2 separate regions of the Zea mays genome follow, and region 2 is linked to region 1. The links are chromatin contacts, called in public Hi-C maps. All regions are on one chromosome and are shown on one strand. The core of a region is the stretch at or near the end of the contact, and the rest is flanking DNA. Distances in the headings are between cores, read along the strand shown. Region 1 holds the start of LOC100193613. Region 2 holds the start of LOC103654128.

What was found. Hi-C and Micro-C count contacts between places; a contact is called where the count stands out from the background.
Region 2: a Hi-C map of ear shows a contact between it and region 1, with 2.2 times the contacts expected there. The contact joins the promoter of LOC103654128 here to the promoter of LOC100193613 in region 1. A contact is called at or near these places in 4 of 25 Hi-C or Micro-C datasets (ear, endosperm, leaf and 1 more).

The regions. Positions count from the first base shown.
Region 1 is chr4:176,703,298-176,705,878 of Zm-B73-REFERENCE-NAM-5.0, reverse strand. It overlaps LOC100193613, which reads left to right and starts at 1,284. Exons shown (of 5, transcript NM_001138714.1): 1 at 1,284-2,018.
Region 2 is chr4:177,063,857-177,066,437 of Zm-B73-REFERENCE-NAM-5.0, reverse strand. It overlaps LOC103654128, which reads left to right and starts at 1,283. Exons shown (of 1, transcript XM_020551909.2): 1 at 1,283-2,227. The coding sequence starts at 1,585. The coding sequence ends at 1,911.

The DNA.
Region 1 (2,581 bases), core at 35-2,534:
AAGCACCCAAATACATGCAAAAGGACGTCCACATGTTACAATGATATTGTTACATTGAGATCGTCCTATCTTTCCGATTTTCGACCATTATTTGGATCAATTCGTTTTTCCGTATATCTTATGTCTGGTCTTGTTTCCGACAATTTTGATTTCGAATCTGTTTTTGAATTAAAATGTATAAATGAAAACGCAGAAAGGGTTTATCCCAACGACCCGACCAATACCGTCCATCTACATCCTCTCCGCTGCAGCTACATGTAGGACCATTTTTTTTTACAAAAATAATATTCGCATTTGTGGACATGTTTCCAAAAATAATATCACCATATTTTATGCCACACTTTTTAAGGTTAGACGCTTAATTTCATTTTTATGCGACATCTTGGCATGTCTAAAAAAAATCTTGCAACGTTTTTATAAGTTGTTGACGAGTGTAACATACGTAACAAATTTTTCTTGTCATACCTATGGCTACAAACAAAACATAGACCTAATTCGGTCAAACATATTTAATCTTAGACGTGGGAAACTATATCAAGTAAGGCAACAAATCAAACAGAACTCATATGGTGCGTTTGGTTGAGGAGCCAACTGGATAGAGTGCCTCCATTCTAGTTTCTAAGAATCGAGCATTTCATTCTGTTTTTTGGCAAATAGGACGGAACCGCTTCATTTTTTATTTGGTTGAAGAGTAGAATAGAGCGGAGTCGCTCCGTTCATTATTTGGTTGGAGAGCCATATGAGTGTGGAGTGGAAAAGAGGGAGGAGAGCGCTCGCGTCCGATCATTTTAGTGGAGCGAGATCATCCCAAATAGTTGCCATATATAGACTCTAGAAACCATTCAGCTCTACTCCGTTGGAAATCAAACATTAAAAAAAATAAGAATGGAACCGTTCTATTCCTCTCTGCTCCTCGATCAAACACACACTTAAACTCGTTTTGATCTAGAGAGCCAACATTATGGGCTAAAGAGTCCGGTTCTATAGTTGAGGAAGAAAAAAAACTTTTATGACAATTGATGTCTTGATGGAGGTAAAATAGTTTTTTAAGGACTAGTTTGAGAACTCTATTTTTCTAAGGGATTTATATTTTTAAAAAAATTGAAAATCTGGAGGTTTTAAAACTAGCCCTAATAAATAAAAGTAAACCCGAGCAAGAACGAACCACTCTCGTACTCACGTCCACTCACATCCAGAAATTTTAAAAATAGAAAAACCAGCCCAATGGTGCTGTGTTTACAAATTACACCTGCTTGCTGTTGATCTTCGTTTCCCGTCCAGCCGTTTTTCGCATCCACGTGGGCCAGCCGGCCAGGCGACCGCCGCCACCGCCGCCCTACTCCTGGTCCCAGCTCTGCTGCACCCTTCGCCGGCGACGAGCGTCCACCGCGGCAGGTACACCCACCCCCCTCACTTTTGCCCCTCCAACCAAAAGCGCCGGCATCTCAAACCGGACGGCGCTCTCTTCTCTATCCTCTGTGTCCCCTCCACCAAAACCGACGACGACGTCGCTCTCCTCCACCGGTGCTCGGCGCTCTCCCTCCACCAGCGGCGGTCCACCGACGCTCGGCGAGCTCCACCGGCGGGCGCTGGTCAGATCCTCTCGGCAGTCATCCACCTGGCACGTCGGATAGCTCGCGCCTCCGTTGGCAGTCCCACCGCCGCCCGGCCCTCCCCCAGCGCCCCCGGTGATCCGGACCGCACCCGCTTGCTCGGCCTAACGACCGGCTCCTGCCCCGCCGCAGCCGAAGCTCCCAGCGTCCTCCTGCAGGCCGAGCTGAAGGTTCAGCGCGCCGGTGGAGTTCGACGACGAAACTCCGTCACGTCATACCTCTCCGCCTCCCGTCTCCAATCGGGGCTCCCAGCGTCTCGGAGAAGAGGAGCAGCACGGCACGGCGGCTGTGGCGAGGAAGGCTCCTGTCCCATCCCAACCCAGTTAGCAGCCGCCCAAGGAGGAGGAGATCCAATCGGCGTGCGGGCGTCCGCGGTCCATCCATCGATCCAATTCCAATCTGCAGGTGAGCAGCTCGGTTAGATTCCCAATCAACAGCTCGAATCGCCTGCTCTCCCATCCTATTGAATGAAACTATGATATACAATTGGTTTGCCTAGTTATTATCTCGAATTAATTTGTAAAGATCTCCACTTTGGTTCGATTTGATTGTTTCTTCAACTAGTGGCATATTGGTCTGCTTCTTACGCGATTCAACTATTGGCATATTGGTTGGATATGAATATGGCCATTTGCAGTTTTTCTAGCGTTTGCTAATGAACACCTCTAAAGGTGGCTGTTGCACTTGCAGTAGGATTACATTTGTGTGAAATCGAATGGTTGGTGATCTGTTGTTGACTGGTTAAGAGTGCTGCCAAAGTTTTAGTTTAGAGACCTGCTGCTCGGTGTTCGCCGTATCCCATCGCGTGTTAGCGTCTGCCGACTGTGTTCTAAATTTGTGTTCGTTTTGAAACTGTGTTCTGAAACCGTGCAAACTGTGTTTTAAAACTGTGCCGTAAAATAGACTGTCCTGTGAACGGCGGAGCTTAGCAGTTTTGATCTAGAGCTGAGCGGCGGCAGAGCGGGGGG
Region 2 (2,581 bases), core at 34-2,533, 360 kb before region 1:
AATAGCATCCACTCAGCACTGAACATACGCGCGTGTTTCTGCTCTTTCGTGGAAAGGGCCGGCCGCGGCGCAGGCGCGTATCACGCACAAAAGCTAGCTAGCCCTGACTGAGCCAACACTGCAGGCTAGCTGCAGTGTCCAGAAAGGAAAGAGCAAAAAAAAGGGCACTGGACTGGAGCTCCAAGAACAAGGCGCCCTTGACTGCTGCTGAGTGCTGATGATGCCCCCCCGTAAAGCCCGGCTGAAACCGGTGTTCAGGTTCATCACGGCCGGGTTCTTGGTCTTCTCGTTACTCCATGCCAACTAGTTTCATATACAACTGCAGCATGTGTTTTCTCTGTCAAAATTATATATATATATATATGCATGCATCGCTCATTGCGCTGTTCAATTTAGTTGTTCTGGCAGTCTATACTTTGCTGCGTGCTCATGGCCGCGCCCGGGCGCTTCGAAAAGTCGGGCGGCGAGACCGAGACCGAGACCTTTCCTTCGCAGCGTCAAACGTGGACACATACATAACCAGCCAGTGGCAAAACTAGACCACAACCACAACTCAGGGATGTGGGTGCCCTACTTCCTACCTAGTTCCTAGTGCTACTTTAGCAAAAATGGACTGTAGTACCTACGGAGTTCTTGTTGTTACACAGTTTCTTTCGTCGACATTAATTAATTAACACGAAATTGATGCCATCCACATTCATCTTCGTTCCTAGCTCGGCCGGTGGCTTGCTCAGATCAAAAGGCTGATTCATCTGTAGCTAGGGCTGATAATGGGCTATAAATTTTACACTATAAGATTTAAGGATCGAATCGGGTTAGGATCAGGCTCTATTTCTAGTCATTTTTGAACTATAATTTATTTAGGGCCTTGACATTTTGTGAAGAACCATTTGGATCACGATCCATTACCACCCCTATCTTGGCTCCTTCTTCCCCGTCTGGTGCTGCGTTTAATATTCCTAATGGAGTTTGAGTGCTTGAAATTGAACTGTCCAAGCAAAGTCTACGAGGTAAGTGAAGTGAAGGGACGACTGGCCACGTTGGGGACACGACGAGGCAGCCTGTGCTTGTCCATGGACATGGAAAAGCCTGTCTGCCCGGCCTCTTAGTTAGCTTTCTTCCTTGCCATCCTTCCTCGAGCCTTTCCAAAGATCGTTGTTTATACATGCATGCTCTAGCCTCTACAGTAGCTCGTATAGTACTATCATAGAACAGAACGATAGAGAAGGTTTTTTTTTTCACGTCCTTTTCAATATATGTCGCCATTCTATTTGCTTGACTGTCCCGGCCGGGCCTCTCCCCCCTCCCTGCTCACAAATATCACCGGGCACGGGGACATTAACAGTCAGTCACTGTGTGTGTGTCGAGTGGAGTGCAGCGGCGTGAAGTGAAACGAGGTCACCTCACCTCACCCACCTCCCACGAATACCCAACCCAACACCCACACAGCTCTACTAGCTGGCTTGCTTGCTTGGCTGCCCTGCTCTCTCCCGCACCCGCACTCTCGCTCGGCCCATGGGCGTTGGCCGCGGCTCTTGCTGCAGCCACTGAAGACGCCCGCCCGCGGCTCCTCCCCCGCTGCTCATGGCAGGAGCTCAATGCGCCGCCACAGCTGGGCCGCGCGCCGCCGCGCCGCCGCCGCTCCTCCTCGCCCTACTCCTGCTGTGCGCCTTCCTCTGCGCCGTGCTCGTGCTGCTCGCGCCGGCGGCTCGGCAGCACGGGGACGACAGCGACGAGACGGAGGAGCTCCACGCCGCGTCTTCTCCGTGGGGCCGCCGCGACCTCCCGCGCCCGGCAGCCGCGGCGGCGTGGCGGCCCCGGCCGCGCGGGAGGTGGAACTCCGCGGGGCAGGGGCTCCGGGACGGCAAGCACGAGGTCCCCAGCGGCCCCAACCCGGACTCCAATCGGTAGGCGGAGGCCAGAGAGAGGTAGGTGGTAGATCCGTGACGTGAGCCCCGCCCGCCGTCCGTTTTCGTTCCGGCGAGCGGTGATGGTCGAAGGCTCGAAGCCCAGCTCCTGTTCCTCCTGGTGGTCGCTCGGCCGTGTAGCTAGGCGTCTCGTGTCAGCTTGTTCTTTTTGCTTATATCTTCTGTCTTCTTAATTCTTCTCCGCCTCTCCTCTCTTTCTTCTTTATCAGAGATGATGAAAATGGATGTACAAAAAGATGAGCATCGAACGCGCGCGTTACTACTACTTGATAAACTTCCGCTATTGCTGCTGTGCTCAACTCAAATCTCGTCCATATGGTCATCATCTCAAACCGGAAGCAGATTTTTACAAGCGGGAGCGGCCTTGTTCGTTCCCTGCTCGTGCTCGTACTGATAATAATTCTGCCTTGTGCTGGACCAGCCACACACACACACATGACACACCCTGATTGCTAGCTTGTACGTACAATACCATAGCATAGGCATAGCATAGCACGCGTCGTGTCTGCTTCTGCTTGGTCTCGCTCGCATCACCTGACCTGACGGCCCCTGCAGTGCAGTGCAGCTCCACGCGTGACAGCGGCCGGACAGGCAGGTATGCATTGCAATTTGCAGGGGCATGGCCGACTGGCAGCTCGCTCGCAACTGATTTG